Linked DNA regions of Arabidopsis thaliana: region 2 is linked to region 1. The links are chromatin contacts, called in public capture Hi-C maps. All regions are on one chromosome and are shown on one strand. The core of a region is the stretch at or near the end of the contact, and the rest is flanking DNA. Distances in the headings are between cores, read along the strand shown.

Region 1 (6,260 bases), core at 3,560-6,059:
AGAAATTACTTTTTTAGAGTCCGATTAGTAACACAAAACTTTACAAAAATTTTACCTGTTAGTTGGAGTTGTAAAATTCTTCGCAATAGTGCAAAATTATAAAAAAAGAGCTGTACGAGAAAACGGTACAATAAAACTGAAAAAAAAATTTGTAACGTTTTTATAAAAATTTTGTGATTGATAAAAATAAAAGTTGTACAAATTGTAATACTTTATTTTTTTCACCAATCAAAACCTTAATTTTTTTTTGTTGCTTTTTTTTTCAGTGTCTCTTTACAATTTACTTGTGATATTTGTGCGTTAATCTTCACCCGAATCCTAATCTAAAGCACATATTTTGATCTTTGTAATGGTGCAATGGAGGAAATTGCAAAATAACCTCTAAATCTGATTTTTTTTTTTCCATCATATTTCTCAAAATCTTATTTGGAAGTATCCATACTGAAGAATCGAGCTAGATTTTTTTCTCTTTATGTCAAAAAAGGAAAACAAACATAACCGTTCTCACTTTAAATTGTGACAACTAATAAATGAAAAAGCAAAAAAAGCTGAAAAGATCTAAAATGGGTTAGAACGGTTATGTGCAAGACGTCATCCTCCATGTTTGGTTCCCATTCCCTATAATCTTTTCGGTGATAACCGTTTTGAGTTCTAATTTTAGATGGAACAAAATCTTTTTGATAAAAACAAAATGATGGAACAAAATCTTGGTTTACCATATGCACTTTCAACGTGGATAAGTTTATAAATCTGTTTGGAAATTGGTTATCACGCCAAAACTTTGATAGAATTTCATTAATAAAATTACAAAATAAACTTACTGATGTCTCGATTACCATAAATAAATATTTTGATAAAAAAAACTTCCGGAGATTAAACGATCTAAGAGATTAACTATCGCTCAACAAACAAACAAAAATATACTAAAACTATGTACCTAAATAATTCGATTTCGCAGCAAACAATGTTTACATAGTGTGGTGTACTTAAAATATCACTTCCTTCTCAAAGTAACAAGAAGATATCACTTATGTACCAACATTCTATATAATAAATCGCTTGGAAAAAAATATATTATACATTTAATCAACAAAGATAATATGCTCAACAACGATTCAGTCAAATTCGTAACACAAGATAGTTATGATAGTGGTAACATTACCATGAAATACAGTCTAGACCGTGTTTTTACTGGGGTCAATATTATATGAAACACAAAAACAACAACAAAAAAAACTTTGTGAAGCATTTATATTATCATATATATGTATTTTAGAAATTTTGCTTACAAATATAGGTTAATACAATAAAAAAGAAATGTAATTCCAACTAAGGAAAAAATCCTTAAAAAAACCCATAGTAATTTCAATTTGGACGTTTAAAATTTAACGCCGTTAAATAATTATGTTAACAGTGCGATTTTAATTTTACCAATAATTTAAATACAAAATATTTTATGACCATAAATAATTATATGAGATATTTGTTTTCCAACCAAAAAATATTAAGTATTAAACGTCTAAATTAACATTACTTTAGATTTTTTTAAGGATTTTTTCCTTATAACTAATGCACAAAACGGAAAAACATTTTGGCTTAAAACAGAGATAAAATAAAGGGAGATTTTGAAAACTACCTTCTTTATGAGTTTTTGTTTGAAAAATACATCTTTATCTATTTTCAATTAAGACTATAATGTTTAATATATAAAATGACAATTTTGTCCAAATTTAAAGTAAAAGTTGTATTTTTAATAGATTAAAACTAAATTCGAGATTTTGAAAAAAAAAAAAAATCGAAGTCTGATATTTTTCTCATAAATCTTTTGAAATAAAGACATGGTGGTAGAATGTTATAATATACGTGTCTAAACATATATTTACGTTGACGAACACGTTACGATGCTACAAAAAGTTCTTCAAGCCTTACATATTTCATCATAATAACATATATTTACATTTTTACATGGATGTACATGTTATGATGCTACAGAAAGCTCCTAATAGTTCTAAACATAATATTATTTGTTTTATTTATGTGTTATTGATTAGAAATGGAGTATTCAAAAACCAATATAAAACATAAAGCAGAAAACGAAAGAGATTACGAGAGCTTGAACCAGAACACAACAATTGTTTGATGCATGAAAGTCAATTTGGGCATTTAAACACATGTATTGATTGATTGCAAAAATATAACTATTGACCCACAAACTTTATTTAGTGAAGATGTAAGTAAATTTTTTTTACGTAAACTAACTTATATATTTTCAGTGTCACTGTTAAGAAAATAATTAGAAAAGTGTCCATTTCACAGTAATTGATTGCCGTTTGTTGGAGCTCTGGATTAGCCATCATTAATAATATATGTAAACGTTAACGTTAATGGCATATATATACAAAGTTCACTATAGTGCAGTGGTTACGAGTTGCGACAGTTTTAGAACGCTAATTGTAATTATTTTGAATCTTGCTTCCTGGCTAAATTTTATCTTTGATTTTTATTTCAAATTGGACTATAAAAAATATTCTTTTTTACAACAAACAGAATCATATATTGTTTTAAAAATATATATTTGTAAGGACGATTTATTTTAAAAATTATTTAAGATAAGAATTATCTTTAAAATTTCATTAATGGATTTTTATGTTTTAAGTATAATTCTTTTTAATTATTACTAAATTTTAATAAGGCTATTTTAGTAATTTAATATATTCAAAAACAATTTTTAAAAGAAAAAACAATAGGGTATTTTTCCAAGGAAAACTCATAGAGAAGGTACTTTCCCAAATGTACTCTAAAATAAATCATAAGCCTCAGTTAAAAAACAAGAGTCCTCAAATTTTGAGGGTCAACTGGAGTGCAAACACATGTTGATGGGATCAACTATGGGAATTCAGCCATTTGATCTAGCTTATTCTTTAATATCAATGACGAAAAGTTAAAATTTAAAATTTTATTGTTGTTATTTGACCCCATGCACATCTACGTAGTTCTGCTCCTGAATAGAGTAGTAAATATAGGTTTGGGAATATATCTGAAATTGGCCATGGCTTCGATTAGTTGTGCTAAAATTAGAACACAAAATCTACAAAGTACATTATCATCTTGCACCGATAAATTGATATAACGCTACAAAACAATAATACATAATCAATTCTATTTCTCCTTTCTCTCTATAAGTTACAAATAAAAATAACAATAGTATTAATCCAAAACATCAATTTTTATGAAACAAGAAAATACCCACAACATCAATCGTCACAGAACAAAGAGAGTATAATAGGTGTAAACAAATATTAGTTTTGAAACCAATTAGCCAAAGTATTCTCAATCAGATCATCTAACACGAAAGAGAGTATAATATGTGTAAACCAATTTGTCAAACAAATCACAAGATTTATAACTAAATAAAGTAAAACTCAGTATATTCGCAATTAACAAAGAAATACTCCATTCAGAACATACAAAGTAAGGGACTCGTAGATAGCCCTATATATTACAGACACTCTACGAGTCATGTGAGATGGGCTCAAAGCCCGTTAACGTCACACATACATTACAACCGATATACATATACTCTAACCATAATCAACCACGTAATTCCAACCTAATAAAAGAAATAACAAAGATTAATTTAGGGTTTGTTCGCACTTTCAATATAAGTTTATTCAATATATGCATTTTTAAAAGTAAAGATATTTATTTCATCTTTTTGAAGAAAAATTGGATATTAGTACCCATTCAACTCTCTGACACTATTATCGAAGAAGCTATCTCTTATTTCTTCTCCGACGCCGGTAGAGCTGAAGCTCGCCGGCGTAGGAACCTCTCTCTCATATCTCGAGCTGTCTCGTTTACCTTCCATCTAAAGCTTCATTTCCATCTAATTTTTCTCTTTTGCAATCCTTTTAATCCAAACCTATCGAGCTTTTCTCTGCTATTGAATCCCCTCTTTGAAGCAGTGCTCTCCGACGGAGTTCATTCTCTGCCCACACCTTGCGATTCAAAGACAACAGTGGATGAATCTTTCGACTCCACTTGGGCTCAATTTTTCCATTCTGAGACTTGTCTCCCTCGCCATATCGTCACTAGATCCGCGGGACCTCTTTGCTCCCCAAGTCTTCTCTATCGATCTGTTGCAAAACCATCAGCAGTGGTTTCATCCTCCGCACCGGATCCTCTTGCTCACCTTGACTCTTGCTATATTACAGATGTCTGCTGCAATGGCGCGATCTGTATCTCTCCACCGTAGCCGCCGCGCTTCCAACCTTTAATCTGATTTGTCCATCGATTGATTTCAATTTTTTTTACGTATAGGTTGAGTACAATTTTAACGATGTTACCAAATGTCGTTAGCTTAATTGGTAAAGACTCTAGGCGAAGCTTAAAGGTCTCCGGTTCGAGTGACGCTCGGGACAAAACTAGTATTATATATGATGTGGTTTCGGGTCTGGGGGGATTACGGGGTTCGGCCCAAAACCTCCTGGTATTCAAAAAAAAGTAATTTTTTTTTGTTTTTTAACAATGTTATAGAGATATAACCAAACCTTTTCAAAGACGTGTAGTCGATCGAATCTTTATATGAGTTTGGGGATGAGAGAAAAAAATCCGTTTCCTCAATTTTACGAGCAAATTGATACATCTTATTAGCAATCGATGCAAGGGTTGATTTTTTGCCCGACGATCCCAGCTACGGTAACTCTTCAATAATTTTTTATTATCAAATTTTGTAAAAATGTAGTTACTAATTCTTCTAGAAAAGAGATGAATAATTTCAGGTTGCTAACAGAGACGCACCTCCGCCATCTTGGAATTTGTTTTTGTCTTTTGGATCTGATGTGGAAGTAGAATGAGGTTCGTCGCCACCAAAATTCAAATGTGAAAACAGAATAAGAAAGTTCGTGCCCTAAATTTATGAACGATTAATGTTTTTATCAGAATATGTAAAGATCTGATTCATATTTACAAAATTGTGTTTAGACTCGAAGTTTAGCAACATGTGTTTCTTGACCATCTCATGTTGACCGGTTGAAGTTTAGCAACAAGTTTATATATGAATGACAATCATTAATTAAAAGTAAAAGGTACATTTTTCTTTGACTAATATTTACTTGTGTATGGGCACTCACATCATTATATATCATTTAGTCATTCTTAAAATATCCACTTTGTGTTTGGAAACATTCAACCAAATTTATAATGAACATTGTATTATGGACAAACATCATTGTCACAACACGAGACAAGATAATGAGATCTTCAATTCCTCAAACAATAGTAACCACATTATTTCTCTACCCAATCATATCATGAATCTTCACAAGCATAGATAGTTAATCGTAGAGAATCATATATAGACTCTATGCTTATCACATTTAACTCTTGTCTATATAACTCATACTTCAAGATATGGAAGGAAATTGGTCATGAGTGTGGTCGCTATATTCTCTAGCTACTTTGTATGCCTTCATCTCGGTTTTTCACCATCTACATCTTCTCTAATTAAGGCCACAAAATGTTGATCAAGCAAACAACTTATCATCGTGAGATTATGCCCTTGAGGACATGTGTATCACTTTTTTCTATAATTCCAGAAATTCTTATACAAACACATATTTAATGTCCACGCGCTAATGACCATATGGTCATATTCTCATGGCATCAACCTATTGTCTTGAAGATAAAATATCTCTACAAATTGAAAGAAAAATCAACAAATAATGTATCTAGTATAAATTGTCTATTTAAACTTGTCCAATCGCTTTTTATATTTGCATACACGATCCATCGTAAAACATTTTTTGAGAATATAATACAATCTTGTTAAAACATGCAAATGGTTCATACGAGTTGTTAAACCATAAAGCCAAATTACTAAATTTAAATTAACACCATTTTAAAACAATTGGGCGAATCTAGACATTCTTTTCTAAAAGGCATAGAATTCGACATCAACCTTAGAGACAATTAAAAGTGTTGCATTTTATTTTGACAATAGTCTGTCCAATTTTCACGAAATAAATAATTGATAAATTTCTTAAAGAAATTATTAGCATATTTTAAGTTAAGGAATTTTTCACTAAATAAATAATTGATAAATTTTCTTACTATCCATTTTTAGTTGAGGGGTCTTATTATTACTAAAAAACCTTTTATATTTTCAATGCATAGTTTTTTTTTTATAAAGTATAATTTTATCTCTATTATGTTAATGTATCATCGGGTAAAGAAAATGATACAATACCTTGATGAAGGAT
Region 2 (6,535 bases), core at 2,189-4,688, 90 kb before region 1:
TATCTTTAATAAGATCAACATTAATATAAATAAATGGTTTTTTTACGGGACGGATTTGGCGGGACGGGTTTGGCAGGACGTTACTTAATAACAATTGTAAACTATAAAATAAAAATATATTATAAATAGATACAATTTGCAAAAAAAATATTATACTAACTTTAAAAAGATAAATTGTATACCGCGGGATAAAATCTAGTTACTTTTACACTTTTGTAAAAGCACCACTTAATACAATGCTAATCCATAAAGTAACGTGGGTTTTCCCTATTCGTAGTGCCAATAATAGACAACCCTTTTTCAACCAACTTCATCATTTTGTCATCACAATTCTTTCCTTCTTAAGAAAAAATTTAATTCTCCAATAAGAGGCCTCTCCCACTTGTGATTGTCTCACCACTAGGCACCGGGGGTCACATCGTACCTAAATCGTATAATTTTAAAATATGATCTCAAATAGTCAACCCACCATAACAAAAACCCTATTCTCCTGCATGTATAAATATCAATGTCTTAAACTCTTATCTTTTTCCCTTTAAGGGTACTTAACTAAACCCATCAACGCTTGTTACGATTAGTTGCAAAGGTAAGTTATACTCATTTCATGTCAATATACTAAGATCTTCAAGGTTCTGTTTATGTAAAGACTATTCTTTCTTTCTTTTGCAGCTCATAATAAAACCAATATGGGGATAAACTCTAAGCATGTTGTGGTTGTTATTATGGTGATGATGGTCATTATAAGCTCATGTTTGGCTGCAAGGAATATAATTCCCCGGGAAACTAATCAAGAAAGCGAAAAAGTGTCCCGAGAGATGATCATAGGGAAAGAAGAAGACTCTACTGAGAAAATAGAGCACCCAAGAAGCAGCGTGGAGAATCACCATTATATCCCAAGACAAGATTTCTACAACTATGGACCTGGAGGCGAAAATAATGGAGGAGGTGGTGGTGGTGGATAACTCAAAAGAAATCGCGAAAACGATATCAATATGAATATATAGATGTTAAAGAAAAAAAAAATTATAAAAATAAAACCTATGAATATGAGGCAATCCTTCTATAAATCTGAACCTCTTAATGCTTTATTAAGAATGTCTAATTATGTTCGATTATTGTATTATCTTTTTTTTGTTCCCTATGTATAACTGAGTAATTCTATTTTGAAAAATACTTTCTTGCACTTTTTTGGCCATCGATGACCATTAGAACCGTCAGAGTTGCTTGAAGCTGAAACCGTAGTTCCCTAAACAAAAACTGTTGATACTCAAATCATACAATTCATGTAAAGGTTTAAGGAGAAGGACGGATAATCTCTTATAAGACGAATTAGGTTTGGCGAATACAAGATTATACAAGGTGAAGGTACGAGTTTACAAGGACAATCCGAGAAGACAATGTATCCAACTCGTTTGAATAAAGGTGCAAGAATGACGGACAAGGCGTTTGGTTCGAAAGATGTTCGTACGTACTAACGATTAAAAAAAGGCTTCCTAGGAACTCAATGGGGAAACTTGTACGAAGGAGATTACATGTACTCTCTACATATGTGTCAGCGTGAAATTCGGGATCCTTTCTCGACAGTGTTTTTCCGCTTTTATAGGGAAGATATATGCGGTCATGAACTCGGGATGATTTTTCTTTTCTGCTCCCAGCAAATTGACGATACTTAATGGGCTGAGCTTGTGTAACGGACCAAACGCAAGTCTCTTTCTTATGGGCCTAACTATATTTGGGCCGGGCTTTTTGGAATGGGGCGGAACCCATGTCCAACAAAAAAACAGAAAACTAAAGTATTAATATATGTTGCTAAAAGAAATTTTAATTGTTAAGAAAAATCTTGTTATTCATGGAAAAAGAAAATAAGTTTTTCTTCAAATTTTATTAAACATGGTATGATTAAATTTATTTTTATACTATAAACTATATAATCTCTTTTTCTAGCTTAAAGTGAGCTGGAATTTTCTTTAAGAATTTTAAACCATTTTCTTACTCAAGTTTTTTTTTTTAATCTAAATAAAGGTTAAATAGTATTTTTCTCTAAATACATATTAACCAATCTATAAAGTAAAAGAATTTAAGGGAAAACTATTAAAAGTTTATTAAAGTAATTTTTATTTACACAAAAATTAGTTTCTTATTCTTTAGATTTAGTTTTCCTTCCTTTTTTTTTTCTTTTTTTTTCCTTGAGAATCTTGAAAATAATATATATATATATATATTAAAATATATATCTGTGTATTAAGAAATATTAAAATAGATGTATGAAGCTAAATACAGAAACAAATCTTAAATAATTATTGTCCAGCTAAGTGTGAGCTGGAAATTTCTTTAACAGATATAAAACCACATTCTTACTCAATTGTTCCTTTTATTATCTCTTTAATTTATTTATATTATAGTTTTTGATATCCGTTTTTAATTAATGTTTTCATAACCGTTGGAACCTTTAGGTTCGAAAGACAAACGAATTTTGACAAATTAGAAAACGGAAATAAATAACTGTACATAAAAGTTATGTTTCGGTAAATATTATGACAGAATTATTTATTCTAGAATACCAACGAAATTGTTCGTGTCCAAAAAAGAAAAAATGAATCAAATTTGTTGTGAAGAGTTTAATTTAATCCATTGTTGAAATCAAATTCTCTACTAAACTTCAAACATGGACAAACAGTTTTAAATTACATCTATAATTAATTTTAGGTATTATTATTCATCTTAAAAAAACATGAGCATACAAGAAAAAAAGACAAATGGATACCGATCGAACTAAAACAAACCCTAGTTCAACTCTCAAACTGAAAAACATGAAGAGGAAAGAAAAAGCAAACAGAAACGAACTAAAACGTCCAGAACTGAACACTCTTAAATCTCCAATATTTATTTTAAAGACTCCAAATTGGCCTTCTCAGCGACGCCGTCTCCTCCTTCACAAGCTCAAACTGTGGTTGTGGCTGTTGTTGTTGCTGCTGATGTTGTATCACTGGCGGTAGCATTACCATTAAAGGTGGAATTGTAATTATCACTAATAGTACTGTAATTAGTTGAAGGTGCATGATCTGTCATTGTAGAAACCGGAAACACCATCTGACGATGACCAGTATTTACAACCGTACAAGGGAAAACGTTATTACTAATATTATCACCATTAAAGGTGTAACTAGGAAAATTCCTATTTGGCTGGATATCTTCATTGGAGGTGGTGGTGACACCATGTCCCGTGGCTGCGAAAATGGCAGGCTCGGCATTCTGGAGGAGCCAACTGACAGTTTCACCATCGGTTTTAAAGCCGAGTTCTTTTGTCAATCTAAATAGTTGGGGAGCAACACTCGGCGGGATCCGAATGCGACGATCACGGCCACCAATTTTCAAATGGCGGTCTTTTGGAGTCCTTCTTGCCTTTTGGCTGTTGTTAATTCCATTTTTCGAATCCATTTTTCTCTGTTTTTTTTTTCTTTTTCTTTTGTAAATGGAAGTGGAAAATATGTTTGTTTCACTTGGATTATATAGAAACGTTACAGAAAACTCTATTTCTATTTATGTTATGTATGGAAAACAATAATGGTGTAACAAACTAATAATTAAACTAATTGGTAAATAGAAGAAATCTTAAATTTATATAGGTATATTTGAGAATGAAATATTATCATGTAATATAATATGTAGTATAGAAAATATATTTAGTGGACCTGAAAAAAAGAAGTTATATTGGAATAATTAATTGATAGGTCCACTAAAAAAAGGAAAATAAACCTTTCTTCTGGCAGTTTACAGAAATTATTATTTACTGATACAACTGTACAAGTATAGTCCTATTTTATCCTATTTTAATTTTTTTAAAGTTAAGGTTTTAGTTTTTTTCCTTAGAAATTAATGATATTCCAACATTGTTATTTAAAATATTATATTGTTATTTTTAAACTAGGTGTTTGGATAGGAGTTCGCATATTTTTTTTTGGACGGTTAATTTGTTCTTCAGATATTGTCTATTTGTTTATTTATCAAACTATATTTCATTTAGGGTCAAATTCCCCGGACTATCAATTCTGAAAATAGAGATTCAGACTTAAAAATATATATCCAGAAAATTCCCTTAAGCTAACCCATTCGGGATAAAAAGTTTTTGAGGCTTAATCCCACCAGATTCAAGCCGGCCTAAAAAAATTTTAATTTTTTTTTTTACTTTTCTTTTGTTAATATTTTTCTTTAATTGGAATATTTGTTTTTGTTTTTTTTAATAGTATTGAAAACCCTAAACCTAGTTTTTCAATTGTGCCTTACTATAAATCTAAAAAACAAATCTTGGCTCGACTGTCTAGATTAAAATCTTCTGATTTTATATTTTATTTGTTATGAGTTTAAATAAAAAAATTAGATTATTTTTTTTGATTTTAAACCTTTTTTTTTGAAAATAAACTGGCTTTCATGGTTATTTAAATTTCAACTGATTTGTTTTGTTCATATATCCATCTTTCAGAAATATTATAAATTATAAATTTGTTTTTTTCTGGAAAGAAAAACATAAAAAACCTGGAAAAGTCTTGTCCCTGTTATTACCAGATCTTGAAATATAAGTTCAAATTTTTTTATTTCAAAATTTTTACTAACCGAACCAGACTAAATAAAATATATTCGAATTTTCTGGACTTTGTCAGACTGGACTAGTCCAATTGACATGTCTAAACTATTATAATAAATTATTTGTATGTAAGAAAATATATCCAAGTAAAATGATGGGTTACAAGACAGATGGTTTAGAAATAACCTGATATCATATTACCCGACTCTTACACATACTTTGTTTTCTTAAAACGGATAAGAGTTGGATAACATACTGTATATTGTTTGGTCAGCCTTACTGTTTTCATTTCCAAACTGACTTTTCAAATAAAGAACTAAAAAAAAGTCATCACCATCATTTTGAGCATGTTTCTATAACTCAAGCGGAACACTTTTAGAATTCGTCAAATCAAATATATTTTGACTCATTTTAAATCAAATATTCACTTTTACGAGAATAATTAACGAATTCTATCATCATTGAGCTATGATTTCATACGTATACCTTATAATTTAGATTATACTCTAAATTAGTGTGATGTTAAAAATTCAACAAATATTTAACCCTCAAACACTTACCGAGGTACTGTGTAAATGACTTCTTACATACTATTGAGCGTTCGAATTAATTGATCAAATAGAGATTTGCTTTTCAGCTATTTTTTTTTTTTTTGAATTACTAAGAGGTTTTTGGGATTTTCAGCTTTATCTGTTTGAGATTAATATAGGAGACAAAGGAGCATTTGTTTTATTCATTTTATCAAGAAGACAGAGATACAGAAAATTAATGAAAGCATTTTTGAGAAAGAAAATGCATAGATCAAATAGAAATACTATAAGGAACACCCATTCCGGTAACACCATGCTCAGAGGTAGGCTTCAAAAGCTCATACTTAACAACACCAGCTCCAGCTCTATTCTTTAGAGTAATGTTCACGTTTCTCTCATCTATCACTCCTTCTAGATATTGGAGCTTGCCTTTGAATCTTTCAAATGCAGCATTGATAACAGGCTCATTGGCCCAAGATGCTTCTTGTTGTTCTCCAATGTACTCTTCGTCAGGTGAATGTGTTGATAAAAGATCCAACGTGACCATCACTAGGGTCGCCTGTTTCTGCGATGGGTATGTCTTAAGCAACACTTTTTCTGGCGACTCATAGAACTCTTTTAAGGCTTCATCTGTCGGATCTTCCGTTGGCATTCTTATCCTTGTTGTCGTTGGTCGGTTGGGAAAGTATCCTCCATATCCGTACTGTCCAAAGTTTACAGCTGCATGGTGACCTGAGGTGACCCATGCAATCGTAGTTACCACACCAATCAAGTCATCTTGTGTTTTGAGGACAGGCCACCAAGGTTCGTCTTTCTTGTCTCCGTGGCCTATGTTCCGCACTTCACTCCACCATCCTTGGAGTTCCTCGTCCGATGTGATCAGTTCTTCATCAGGATAGTAATGTTTCACATAGTCTGTCACCCATTCTTTAATTGCATCCCACAATATTAGACCATCATTTGCAAATGGATAGTCTGGTATCGTCAGACGTACTCCATGTTCTGCGGTCTTATCTTCCTCAGCCAACCCCCTTATGGCGGAAAATTTTAATGGAAAAAGATTTGATTAGATTTTTAATGTAATTGTGGTTGTAATATTTAAACATATAGGAAAAAAAACACAAACACACCTTTTGATGAGATCCGCGGGTAAGCCTTCCTGGTCAAACCTCCATAGTTTACCATAGACGGCTGAACTTAGCTCTAATGCATACTTCCCGGGCCAGAAACAAGTCTCAATGATTCCACCTCCGTTGACAAGACTTTGGCGTGCACGAGCGTTGATTTCCATGGTGTAGCGGAAATGAGGATGCAAAAGCCTATAAATGGGATGCATGGCACTTAGTTGTCTATTTGCCGCTATTATGTATGGCTCCGTACAGGCATGAGTCCTCAACCTGTAAAATTTATACATCTCTTTCCT

What was found. Capture Hi-C pulls out chosen DNA fragments and counts their contacts.
Region 2: a contact with region 1 is called in a capture Hi-C map of seedling, with 2.6 times the contacts expected there. A contact is called at or near these places in 4 of 26 Hi-C or Micro-C datasets (callus, root and seed embryo) and 2 of 3 other capture datasets (root and seedling).

Annotation. Positions count from the first base shown.
Region 1 is chr3:16,439,572-16,445,831 of TAIR10.1, reverse strand. It overlaps AT3G44980, which reads right to left and starts at 4,809. Exons shown (of 5, transcript NM_114367.1): 1 at 4,801-4,809; 2 at 4,551-4,693; 3 at 4,193-4,271; 4 at 3,923-4,076; 5 at 3,734-3,861. The coding sequence starts at 4,809. The coding sequence ends at 3,734.
Region 2 is chr3:16,528,082-16,534,616 of TAIR10.1, reverse strand. It overlaps TCP16 (TCP domain protein 16), which reads right to left and starts at 3,438. Exons shown (of 1, transcript NM_114384.1): 1 at 2,941-3,438. The coding sequence starts at 3,438. The coding sequence ends at 2,941. It overlaps LOX2 (lipoxygenase 2), which reads right to left. Exons shown (of 7, transcript NM_114383.3): 6 at 6,243-6,509; 7 at 5,265-6,143. The coding sequence ends at 5,384. AT3G45160 (Putative membrane lipoprotein) reads left to right here and starts at 352. Exons shown (of 2, transcript NM_114385.4): 1 at 352-586; 2 at 670-1,189. The coding sequence starts at 687. The coding sequence ends at 962.